Regions from separate parts of the Mus musculus genome. Here region 2 is linked to region 1. The links are chromatin contacts, called in public Micro-C maps. All regions are on one chromosome and are shown on one strand. The core of a region is the stretch at or near the end of the contact, and the rest is flanking DNA. Distances in the headings are between cores, read along the strand shown. Region 1 holds the start of Mtfmt (mitochondrial methionyl-tRNA formyltransferase). Region 2 has its middle 15 kb from the start of Pif1.

Region 1 (6,537 bases), core at 1,766-4,265:
TGGGTAAGAGCACCCGACTGCTCTTCCGAAGGTCCGTAGTTCAAATCCCAGCAACCACATGGTGGCTCACAACCATCCTTAACGAGATCTGACTCCCTCTTCTGGAATGTCTGAAGACAGCTACAGTGTACTTACATATAACCAATAAATAAATCTTTAAAAAAAAAGAAAAAATGTATATGTGTGTGTGTGTGTGTGTGTGTGTATATATATATAAAATGCAAACAAAACACTCATGCACATAAAATAAAATGAGTATATCTATGCAAAAATGTTTTTAATTAAAACAACAAAGCAAGCAGGGATATATAATAAGATACCGTGTCATCAAGTGATATTCCTACCCAAACATTCAGTTGAGGGTGAAATTTATACAAGTTCAACAGCTATCACATCTCCAGGCCATACGATCTTACGGAGTAGTGTCAGCTACACCATCTATTGTTGACTGAAATGCCATCAGAAACACGAAGAGTTCTTCAGATAGAGGGAACTGTGCAGAGATTTTATTATTTTCTTCTCAGCTGCTGCTTAGAGTGCTGAGATTAAAGGAATGTATGCATGCTTGACATGTACAGAGATTTGTTTTGTTTTGTTTTTTGAGACAAGATTTCTCAGGGGGCTAGAGAGATGGCTCAGCAGTTACGACTGCCCTTCCAGAAGTCCTGGGTTCAAATCCTAGCAATCTTTAAAAGAGACAGGGTTTTTCTGTGAAGCCCTGGCTGTCCTGAAATTTACTCTGTAGAGAAGACTGGCCTTGAACTCAAGAGATCTGCTGCCTGCTGTTGCTGCTGCTGCTGCTGCTGCTGCAGCCTCTGCCTTGCAAGTGCTAAGATTCAAGGCAGGAACTGGGCCAGAGATTTTAAGGGGAGAAAACGCTTGCCACATTCAGCCAGGCAGTCGAGCTGGTGTAGAATGAATCAGGAGAGGCCACAGCATCTGCAGAGGCCCTCTAGGAGGTGACTGCAGTTAATACAGACAAGAATGGACATAGTGCTGATGACGGATTTAACCATAATGGACTGGACATGGGACACAAGACAACTGAAGAATGACTCTGGGGTTTGGGGCCCAGCATCCAGAAGGCTGGGGTTCCTAGTTCTTAGATAAAGGTCTGCAGAGAGGTTAAGTCTTTTCAGTGAGAGAAGCCAATGGAACATCCACACAGAGCTGTGGGCAAGGTGAGTACCTGGAGTCAAGGGAGAGTTGGGCAGGGGTTGTCAGCAAATGCATGATATTTAAATGAGGGCGTAGGAAAGCCAAGGAGTTCGATACTTTGTGCCAAAAATAAATCTTATTTTAAAAGAAGACAGGGAAGAAAACATAGTTTAATCTGGGCCTGATGGTATACACTTTTAATCTACACACCTAGGAGACAGATATAGGCAGATTTCTCTGTGAGTTTGAGGCTAGCCTGCTCTATATAGTGAATTGCAACAGGACAGCCAAGGCTACATATAATGAGACCCTGTCTGAATGGAGAAAGAAAAGAAAGAAAGAAAACAAACAAACAGTTTAAATTATGGCATTTTAGTTGCTAGACCCATTCATAAAAAAGACATGATCGCCACACTGTATTTCCTTATAAGTAAAACTTACTAGGGAAATTTAAGAATAAGAGCCTCACTCAAAAGCCGGCCAAAGGAAGCCACTACCCCAACATCATATTCTCCAGATCCCACGTCGGGCCACTCGTACACCGGGAGCTGAGACTGAATAGCATATTGCTTCACAGGTAGTCCTTTGGGGGATAGCGAAGGCACTGTGACAACCTCCAGTTTCTCAATTAACTTTTCCTCTTTGCCGTCTCTGAATCAGAAAGATTGGGGGAAAAAAAATTTGACAGTGTCAGGGCAACAGCCCAAAGCTAAACTATTTCATGCACAGCAAAGCTATTTTTATGATTAAACCCATAGTACATTTAGAGCTAAAATAATTAAGATTTTTTGCAACCAACACACAGGGTTTAAATTTAATAATTTAAAAATTAAATTGTCTTTTATTATTATTATTGTGTGCATGGTGTGGGCATGTGCTATTATTACTGTGTGCGTGTGTGCAGGCGTATGCTACAGCATGTGTGTGGAAATGAGAGGAAAACTTTCAGAAGTCAGCTCTCTTCTTACAGCATCCACAGGGTGTAGCTCACAAGGGCCTGTCACTCCAGCTCCAGGGAATGGGACACTCACTTTAGGCCTCCACAGGCACCAACACGTACATGCTCATAGACACACACACATACAAATAAAATCTCAAAGTAAAAATCTTATTTAAAAAGAAAAGTGTTTGTAGGAAGGCAGGGATGGAGGCGAGATAAGTGCCTGGAAACCAGGGACCGATAAATAACCAAATATCCTTCCAGGGAAGTGGGGCGGTAGACACAGCAGCCTTTCAGGAAAGGGTGAATTACAAATAACTTTCTTCCTAGTAGACAAGGTTAGTTAAATCGCATAAATATTATATGTATATGAAACTGTTCTAACTTAGAAATGTATTCATTTGAAAACACAGGCGTGTAAAAGGGCAAGGAAACGGAGGCCACCAACACCAGGAAGGGACGAACTTTGGAGTCACAGCCCTTTTCAGCTAACCGGCTCCGCCCACGACCCTGGGTACTGGCCGGGCCTCTCCAGGTACCGGTTCCCAGGCTCGGGGAGATGGAGGGTCTGCTGGCAGATGCTGCAGGAGCCACAGGAGCTCTGCCGGCCGGGACCCAACAGGGCGCCTTCCCGGGACCTCGCTGCCCTGGGGTCGCCACCGCGGCTCGGCGTGGGACCCTGCCCCGGTACCTGGCGGCGTGCAGCGCCCGCAGCGTTTCCCGGGCAAAGTGGTCGGTGCCGAGGAACAGCACCCGCCAAGGCGGCTTCTCGCGGACTCGGGAACCTCGGCCGTCCTTCCCGTCGAACCCGGCAGGTGCTTGACAGGAACAGCGTGGCCTCCTTCCCATCAGCCACCGACCCCAGCAGCACCGCGGAAGGAGCATCACCTCGGCCCGCAGCGGCCCACCATGCGCATGCGTGCCCATGGTGGGGGGCGGAGCAAAGAGCTCAAAGGCCCAAGCACGCGCAGACGACAAGGCGGGGCCTGCCGCTTTGGAGGCGTGGCTCAACTGAAGAACCACTAAGGAAGAAATTTGAGGGGACTTTGATGTGTATTATTCAGCCAAGCTCTTCAAAGAACACTGCAGATATATACACACAAGCAAGACACTCATATGAATAAAACAAACCTTTAAAAGAAACTATTTTTTAAAACTTTACAAATTTTTTTTTAATTTATTTTTGTTTTACGTGCTTTGGTGCTTTGCCTGCATGCATGTCTGTGTAAGAGTGTGGAATCCCCTACAACTCGAGACAGTTCTGAGCTGCCACATGGGCCTGGGAATTGAACCTGGGTCCTATGGAAGGGAAGCCAGTGCTCTTAACTGCTGAGCCATCTCTGCAACGAGGGGTCCTGTCCCTCCAGCTCCAAAGCCATGATCCTAACCATTCGACCTGAACAGCAATCTTAACTACTAAGCAACTCAGGATTTCCACACCCAATGAAACTAAGGTTTGCTCACCTGTCTGAAGTCACTTCAGGAATCCAAGACTCTTAGATTCTCAGGCCTCCCATGTGGGATGCCATAGGGAGACTGTAGGGAAACGGAGGGGTGAGGGCTATCTGCTGAAGACCTCTGAAGACCATGGTGTGCAGATAGATATGTGTTTCCAAGGTACACTGGGGTCCTTAACATGGGTCATGCTTGTGACGCTGGCTCTGGCTATAGAGCAGCATCAGGTTCCTCTCTCATCTAATTCCTGTCACATGGCCTGAAAGCCAGAGGCCCTGGAGCAGTCTTTCATTTAGTTTTGAGGATCCCTGCTTCTGTGCCCTTGAGCGTTCCATCCACCTCACATTTCCTCTCTTCCTCACTAAATGGTATCCATTTTTCAGTGCTAAGACAACACCCTCCCTGAGGCCTTGAACTCCTACCTCACAGATTCAATAATTTTTTTCTCCATGTGTCCCCTCAAAACTGAGAGCGGCTTTGTTTGCCATAGTTGTGGAAAGTTGGCCAATGTGTGCCCAGAGAGCGGCAAATTCCTTGGGCTAAGTAGAAAAGAGAGGCAAAGATTATGATGCTGCTAGCCGGTGCATCTGACCATATGAGGGAAATGAGATGTGATGCCAAGCCGTATCCTCCTCTGATCAAGTCAGTCCCAGAATCCTAACTTAGGGGAAGTGGAACATGATTCTGACACTCAAGGTGCTGTCTTTTGAATACCGACTGAAGGTGTGACCTACTGGAGCTGGAGAGACGGCTCAGTGGTTAAGATGCTCGCTGTTCTTGCAGAGGACCTGAGTTTGTTTTCTAGCACACACATTGCCAGATCTAGGAGACTCACTGCCCTCTTCTGGCCCCTGCAGGCACTGCAGTCATGCGACAAACACACCACTAAAAAGCAAAATCTTCAAGTATGGGTCTGGAGAGATGGGTCAGCAAGTAAGAGCACAGGGTGCTCTAACAAAGGACTCCTGTTTAATTCCTGTACCCACATGGTGGCTCACAACCACCTGTAACTCCAGGGCATCCTCTCCTGGCCTCTGAGGGCATTGCAGGCACAATGTGCACTCGGTGCACAGACATAGGCACAAGGCTGATGTAGTTTATTTTCAGCAGCTCAAGCTCTCCCACGTAGCTGTGCCACAAACGCTGCCTCCTGCCGCTCACAGCACCCTCTGCCTACCACACAACTAGCTTGTTGGAGCAAGAGGCTAGCATTAATCTTTTCTTCATAGAGCAGCCTATTGCTACTGACTGGCACCTTTCTGTCCCTGTTTGCTTGTTTGTGTGAGGCAGGGTCTGGTCTTGCTGTGTCTTCGATGCTGGCCAAGACCTTGTGATCCTCCCACAGTAAACTTCTTAGAGGAGGAGGAGAAGGAGGAGGAGAAGGAGGAGGAGGAGGAGGAGGAGGAGGAGGAGGAGGAGGAGGAGGAGGGAGAGGAGGAGGGGGGAGGAGGAGGAGAGGAGGAGAAGGAGGAGGGAGAGGAGGAGGAGGAAAAAGAGGAGAAGGAGGAGGAGGAGAAGGAGGAGGAGGGAGAGGAGGAGGGAGAGGAGGAGGGAGAGGAGGAGGGAGAGATGGAGGAGGAGGAGAAGCTGAATATGATATGAGTGTAAAGATGGAGTTTTCCCTAAATACAAAATGAAATTTTGTTTTGTCTTTTGAAAGGGGCTTCTCTGCACAGCCCTGTTGTCCTGCAACTCACTCTGTACACCACGCTGGCCTCAAACTCAGAGATCTACTCACCTTTGCCTCCTGAGTGCTGGGATTAAACATGTGCTTCACTACTGTCTGGTTCAAAAACGAAAAAAAAATTTTTTAAGTTCTTCATAGTGAGTTAGACACATAAGAACCTGACCCTTCCAAGTGCAGATAAATTCCTCACTGGATTCGCTTTCAGCACAGAGATGAGCTGCAAGGCCAAGGAGATCTGTGTAATAAATGTTTGTACATCTGTATCCTCCAGGCACTGCTGACAGCACTGCTGTCTATGAGATCAGAGTGGCTGTGATCACCCACTAGAGACCTTCATAAGATCAGGCCCAGCCACATTCCCGTGTGGGATCAGGGGAAGCCCACTCCTGTCTGAGGATACAAAGTGGTGAACAGTGGCTGCTGAGGAGGCTCTTCCTCAGTGTACAACTGCCTGTAAGGTGTCCGTGCTCCTGTGACTGACCTAATTAAACACGCTGGATCTTTAGGCTTAGACGGAATGATTTCTTTGGTCTGTGATTGGTGCTCTATCTAGGACAAATAAACATTTGCCTTTCCCTGAAAAAAAAAAAAGGGCACACACCATTAGGACATCCACAAAGCATATCTAAGGTATTGGAAGCCAGACAATGAGTTTCTGATCAGTGTTTTAGTTTTCAGATATTTCTTCTGGAAAGTTCTTCAGCTCCATAGAAAACTGGTATGTGGAAGTAGCCTAATCCCCCTTGAACCATTCTTCCATGTTCCCACCATCTTACAATGTTGCCATATGTCTATTTTCTGTGGGACAAGGAAACCAGCCATAGGATAAATGTGTATACCTGTGCTTGCATGTGCTCATATTTAGTCAACCATTTGGTGTTGGGTCAAAAAGAGGAGCAGCTGGAGCCCCCCCGGGGGGCAGGAAGTAAGAGCAAAAGCTTTTGCCTCCATCAGGGGAAGCAATGCCTCAGGACCAGGGGAAATACATGCTATGCATAGGCACCAGCCCAGTATCAGGGTCACAGACTTAACCCACAGTGCCCACTGAGCCATTTGGGATGCCCTTCAAGCACCACTATGGACTCTCGGTTGTTGTTGCAGGAAAATTCCACAAGAGGGCGATGTCACCAACCTTTTCCCTTGTTGAGGATGGCAGACTGGCTCTCTGCTGTGTCTATTGCCTGTGTAACTTCAGCAGATTTTACTCTGATTGGCTTACTTTCCTTGTAAGTAGTTCACAAACACTAAGTAGCGTCACATTTTATAAAAACAAGAATTTTTATAAAATAAAAATTTG
Region 2 (6,537 bases), core at 2,763-5,262, 170 kb before region 1:
TGCTAGGATTAAAGCCATGCCTGGCTAGAGTGTCCACTTTTTTCTTTAAAGTGGCCACATTTTTTTTTGTTTTTTGTTTTTTTTTAAAGATTTATTTATTTTATGTATATTAGTATACTGTCACTGTCTTCGGACACACCAAAAGATGGCATTGGATCCCCATCACAGATGGTTTTGGGCCACCATATGGTTGTTAAGAATTGAACTCAGGGGGCTGGTGAGATGGCTCAGTGGTTAAGAGCGCCAACTGCTCTTCTGAAGGTCCCAAGTTCAAATCCCAGCAACCACATGGTGGTTCACAACCATCCGTAACAAAATCTGATGCCCTCTTCTGGGGTATCTGAGGATAGCTACAGTGTACTTACATATAAATAAATAAATAAATAAATCTTAAAAAAAAAAAAAAGAATTGAACTCAGGACCTCTGGAAGAGCAGTCAGTGCTCTTAACCACTGAGCCCTCTCTCCAGCCCGAGTGTCCACTTTTTAAAATGGTTGTGCTGAGAGCTGTGGAAATACAAAAGTACCTCAGCCAGGTCTCTTGGGACCAGGAGATCAGCCTCATCCTGAGGCGATTTATTAAACTATTAGCCACCTCAGATGGAGATCCCAGGGGTCACTGAGGCAAGGGAACAAGCAGCCAAAACTAGGGCTCCCTCTCTGCCAGAGGCACTTTTGAGAAGTGTCAGGCACTGTGGCAAGCCTATCTCCTGCCTGCTTCCTGACTGACTCACCTGGTGAGTTTTCATGCCATCCTCTTAAGGACAGGCCTGCTTGAAAGCAGACCGTCACCCGGCTAGGCACGTAACTTAGCTAGCGTTCCAGAGACCCAGTGTTCCATTCCAGACGGCATAAGCTCAGCATAGTGATGTACCCTGTAATCCCACCACTCCAAAGGAGAATGCAGGAGGATCGGAAGTTCAAGGGATGGGGTGGGTTGGGGTGGAGAGATGGCTCAGTGGTTAGGAGCACTGACTGCTCTTCCAGAGGTCTGGAGTTCAATTCCCAGCAACCACATGGTGGCTCACGAGCATCTGCGATGGGATCCGATGCCCTCTTCTGGTGTGTGAAGACAGCACATTGTACTCACATATGTAAAATAAACAAATCTTTTTAAAAAATGATTTACTCTCATCCACCTGACTTTGTGCAGCCCTCCTATTGGAAAGTGGGACTGGGAAATCCATTAGTAGGATGGAGACAGGTAGGAGAGTGCCCCCTAGAGGCAACAGCATTCTTTAACAATGTAGGCCCCGACTGCATCCTCTCTTTCCTTCATCCCCTGCTGTTGCCTGCCCCACTCCATAGTCTACAGTAGCTTTGTGCTTTGGAGAGGCCAGTGTTCCACCACTATCCTGAGAGACCTATCCTGAGAGACTTTCCGATGCAGGAAACAGTCCTGTGGTTGAGGACAGCCCAGTGCGTGTGCTCAGACTCAGGAATAGACCATTCTGCTTAGAAAGCCTAAGTGGGGAAAAGTGCTTGAGCCAAGGCTGGAGGGGCTAGTTTGGACTGTTCAGTCTAGAAACAAGTCCAGGCCAGAGAGGGCGTCCAGAACACAGGCTCCCCCTGCCGGGCCCCCTTCAGCTCTGCTTCTAGTCCTGGCTCAAATGTCCCCTTCTCAGAGCCCCTCTCCGTGACCATCTGTGATAACAACTCTTGGTTTTCAACTTGACTCCATCAGGAATTAACTAGAACCCAAGTGTCTGGGTACACCTATGACAGATTTTTTTTTCCTTCTTAAATTTGATTATTTGAAGTGGGAGACTCACTTTTAACCTGGATCTTTTAAGGTAGTTAAGATCCACCTTTAATGTGGGCCGTACCTCCTTCTGGCAGCCTTTATAAAGGATGCGGAAGAAGGAAACGTCTTTGCGTTCTTTCTGACAAGCCCATGCCTTCACTAGCATTAGAGACTACTTCTTCAAGATTCTAGCAGATACTAGAAAGCTGCCAAGGCCTCCAACTCATACAACAAACAACTACAGGATTATTGGGCCTTCTATTGGTAGACAGTTATGGTTGGACTAGCTGAACCCCAGCCTGTAAGCCATTCTAATAAGTACTTTTTTTTTTTTTTTCAAGACACGGTTTCCCTGTATAGCTCTGGCTGTCCTGAAACTCACTCTGTAGACCAGGCTGGCCTCGAACTCAGAAATCCGCCTGTCTCTGCCTCCCAAGTGCTGGGATCAAAGGCGTGCGCCACTATGCCTGGCATAAATACTCTATATACATATACATATGCATATGCATATACATATACATTCACATTCTATCAGTTCTGTTCACCTAGAGGGCCCTGAACTCCTTTTCTGGTTATGTACCATTGTCATAGTTTCTAGGTCATAGTCTTCCAATTTGTCCCATTTGTAGTAGATCTCCTTCAGCACCCTGAAGTGGGCCATGTGAGTCTTGTGTACTATGGGATCTACAGTGCAGAGCCCAGCACCTAACACATGAGGGATGACTGATCAATATTTATGGGGAAAAAAAAAAAAGGATGATCTTGCCAGATGGACAGGTATTTCCCGTCATCATCGGGTAAGAGGAACACTGGGGATGTGTTGGCCTTTGTGTTCTTTTTGCTTGCTCTCCTCCTTTCCCCATTCTAAATCAGTCACCACTCACACTGGCTCTTTTGTTTAAAATCCTGAAGCTGCCCAAGGCTTAGCTGGATTTGCTTTCTAGGCCCACATCCTTGAGATGAAGCTGTGGGGAAAAGGCAGAAAAAAGGAGGGTCTTCGAGATTGGGGAGAGAGTCTCCTGGGAGCATCCAGGAAGCTGACAGGGTTGCCGGGGTATGAGGCACCTAGATAGGCTGTCCCTTCTCCCTCTACACTGTAGATAGATCGTGTGTGGTGTGTGTGTGTGTGTGTGTGTGTGTGTGTGTGTGTGTGACTGTCACTTGTGGGTGGTGGTCACTGCGTGTGTTAGCAGCCATTGAAGCACTGTGTCATCATCTTCAGTGTCGACAATCTTGAATCCTGACTCAGGTGAGGTTTCACTAGAGCCCCCAGAGATATACATTCCAGGATAGATCAGATTAGATGCCCCCATAAAGAACTGCTACGTTTGTTTCTGCATCCCTGCCTCAGGGGCAGCGATATCTGCAGGTCCCTCAGGGAGCACACCTGCCTTTGTTGTCCAGGCCTTCCAGGAGCAGCTTTACCACAAGATTGCTTGAGGAGAGGACCTTCAGGCACCCAGGTGGTCTAGGCAGATGTCTTCTCCTGGTGTGACTTCTGGGAAGCAAGGAAACCTCTCTTCAGGGGTGAGAGGGATAGCTCTGTGGATAAGAGTGTGTACTGCCCGTTGTAAGATATTTGATCACACTGTGAACCCCGAGATTGTGTTATTTACTGGGGGGAAAAAGTTTTTTTTTTTTTTTTTTTTGGTTTCTTGAGACAGGGTTTCTCTGTATAGCCCTGGCTGTCCTGGAACTCACTTTGTAGACCAGGCTGGCCTTGAACTCAGAAATCTGCCTGCCTCTGCCTCCCAAGTGCTGGGATTAAAGGCGTGCGCCACCATGCCCGGCGGAAAAAAGGTTTTTAATTGTAGTGTAGCACATACATTTAATCCAAGAACTTTCTACTTGAATATTGTAAACAGGATTAAATACATTCAACCACAGGTTGGGAGGCAGAGCAAGCAACCAGCTGACAGGAAGTCGACATAGGATTATTCCAACAAAAACCATAGAGAGGAGCCGGGCGTGGTGGCGCATGCCTTTAATCCCAGCACTTGCGAGGCAGAGGCATGCGGATTTCTGAGTTCGAGGCCAGCCTGGTCTACAGAGTGAGTTCCAGGACAGCCAGGGCTACAGAAAAACCCTGTCTCGAAAAACCAAAAAAACAAAACCAAAAAAACAAAAAACAAACAAAAAAAAAAACCCATAGAGAGTAAGAGGGCATCAGGAAGATGGATAGAGAGACACACAGGAAGTAGAAGGGAGGGACCTTCAGTTTGAAGGAGGTTGAGACAGTGTGAGGGAGGAGATTCCTGGCTGGAGAGGAAGGTCAGCTGGGTGCTTTCTCTGCCTCTCTGAGCTAGTAGGCTTCCATCCCAGCTCCTGGTCCTCATTGGTAGAAATCAAACGATTGAGATTTAAAAAAAAAAAAAAAAAAAAAAAAAGCATTTGGCACACAATGTACCTATCCAAAACCCTTTGTGACCAGGATGTGGTGCAAAGGGATCTGTGCCTTCTAACACAGAGGAAATTCCCTCAGTTGCCTAAACAGCTCTCCCCTCCCCCAAAGAGGCACCCATTAAACTATAGGAACCAACGGAATGGTTACAACTTTTGGCTTCCTGATGCTTCATCAACCACTGATGGAACTCAAACTGATAGAAAATGGCAGACTATAGAGCAGAGAATGGAATGGCCAATGCTGAAAAAAGAACCACAAAACCGGCACAGCAGTGTTGACTATAAGACAAACAACTAGGAAAGCAAAAGGAAAACTCTCTATCTTCAATTCATGGCCTGTGCAATGGTATAGCTACGTGGTCATCAAAAACGGAAAACCACTAACTGGCAGATAAATGGCAAAGATACCTGAGCCTGGGAGGCGTGAATGAATGGAAGTGACAAAACCTAGCAACACTTAGCAAAGACATTGAATTCTGTGTAGCTTATACAGGCAAGACATAAAATGTCTGAAAATAATGAGACAGTGGACAAATTAGCATCATGTTTAATTAAGACTAGAATATTAAAATTTGCCTGGGAATGAATTCAGAATAAATCAGTGAGGATGATAAATACAAATTGGAAAAACTTGAAAGTTTAACCCTAATGCTGAAATAAGGGGAAACTCTCTCCTAAGCTAGGTGTCTCTACCCTCTCAAGACGCCGTCCCACAAACATGGAGCAGGTAATGAACTTTGTCGAGCCAAGTCGGCAGTTTGTAAAGGACTCAGTTCGGCTGGTTAAAAGAAGCACCAAACCGGACAGAAGGGAATTCCAGAAGCTCTCCATGGCCACAGCGGTAGGATTTGCGATCATGGGATTCATTGGCTTCCTCATGAAACTGATCCATATCCCTATTAATAACAATTCTGTGGGTGGCTGAGTCCTTTCTCATCACGGGACGAGTGAACAGTGAGGGGGTGACACGATCATGAAGTGAAACGTTGCCTGGATGCTTTGTGGTTCTTGTTTCTTTCCTCCTTCCTATGAGGTTTTCTATTTCTAAATTAAAATAATTTCAAAATAAACATTTTTTCCATAACAAAAAAAAAAAGAATAAGGGGAAATAGAGAACCAGGACAACCCTATGAGAATAACTGTTCTAAGGAGCCCATAGCCAGGGGTGGTGCATACCTTTAATCCTAACACTTGGGAGGCAGAGGCAGGCACATAAGAATTACAGTGATTTAAATTTAAAAGCTGCTTGCAAAAAGCATACTGAAATTCAATTCAAAGTGAATGGTTTTTGTTTTTTTTTTTTTTTTTTTTTCTGAGACAGGGTTTCTCTGTATAGCCCTGGCTGTCCTGGAGCTCACTTTGTAGACCAGGCTGGTCTCGAACTCAGAAATCTGCCTGCCTCTGCCTCCCGAGTGCTGGGATTAAAGGCGTGGGCCACCACGCCCGGTCAAAGTGAATGTTCTTTGTGATCTAAAAATAAATACACTTAAACCTTGAACCATCCCATAAAGAGAAAGGGAAATATTGGTATATTTACCCACACATACTAAGATCTATTTAGTTTCAAATTTTCACAATAATTTTTAAAATTTCAATTGAAAGATAATACTTTTTCTGTTGCCAAACAAAACAAAACAAAACAAAAAGCCATTTTACCCTAGGAAAGATATAAGCTGCCAAGAAATAACCCCTGAGAGTTAGGGTGGGAGGAAGGGTTTAGCTTTTATCTTTCCAGGAGAATAAAAGCATTTAAGTATGGAATCTTGAGACCGCTGGACAAGTAAAACATCTGAAGAAAAAGAGAAAATGTCCCAAGAAAAAGGGTAAATTGGTCACGTGATATCATCCACTTCCGTGGTCTGAAATCACAGCTCAGAGCTCCAGACTAGCACCGGCACCAGTGCCACCATCTTGCCCGAGTAGCTGCCCCTTCCCACTTGACAACCACCGGGGGGCAGTGTTGGTGGTGGGGTGTGGGGACTAAGTGGGGGTGGGGGCGGGGGGCGAGCTGGACAGCCCCACCTCCCCTCTGACTCCCACACTCCCGCCCCTCCCCCCCCCCCCCCCCCCGCAGGCACTCCTTTCTTTTTTCCTATCTTGCAGCTGGCCCATAGCGGATTCCCAAATGCTTGTCTCTGCTGCCCTCTACAGTCACAAGTGGCAAATGAGCTTTATATGGTCTCAATTCAATTAAAAACTAAAGCTGACTTTGGGGTGGCTCTCTCATTCTCTAGCCCACTCATGCTTGTTAAAGGAAAATCCAAAAATCTCTGTTTCATATCAGAAGAGCCTCCTGGACAGAAGAAAACAAGAAATAAGGGATTTACTATTATTCTATTGCCACTAATCCCTTAATCTTTCGGCTTTCATTTAACTCTCTAAAACTTTCCT

The links. Hi-C and Micro-C count contacts between places; a contact is called where the count stands out from the background.
Region 2: a Micro-C map of embryonic stem cells shows a contact between it and region 1, with 4 times the contacts expected there. The contact joins the enhancer-like site here to the promoter of Mtfmt in region 1. A contact is called at or near these places in 8 of 39 promoter capture datasets (the C10 cell line, the HPC-7 cell line, embryonic stem cells and 4 more), 2 of 15 datasets of contacts at CTCF or cohesin (embryonic stem cells and large pre-B cells), 13 of 484 Hi-C or Micro-C datasets (B cells, the Ba/F3 cell line, CD4 T cells and 9 more), 4 of 115 datasets of contacts at active chromatin or transcription factors (embryonic stem cells and stem cell-derived neural progenitor cells) and 4 of 9 other capture datasets (adipose tissue, liver, macrophages and 1 more).

Annotation. Positions count from the first base shown.
Region 1 is chr9:65,432,260-65,438,796 of GRCm38.p6, reverse strand. Mtfmt (mitochondrial methionyl-tRNA formyltransferase) reads right to left here and starts at 3,015. Exons shown (of 9, transcript NM_027134.3): 1 at 2,790-3,015; 2 at 1,600-1,809. The coding sequence starts at 2,983.
Region 2 is chr9:65,598,601-65,605,137 of GRCm38.p6, reverse strand. It overlaps the pseudogene Gm10144. Among named protein-coding and RNA genes, the nearest start is that of Pif1, 15 kb to the right of the region's middle. Within about 2 kb of position 4,012, at least 5 of the 459 cell types and tissues checked have an H3K27ac peak or open chromatin away from gene starts, as enhancers often do. A contact at or near this core is called in the Ba/F3 cell line and embryonic stem cells, where this site is marked.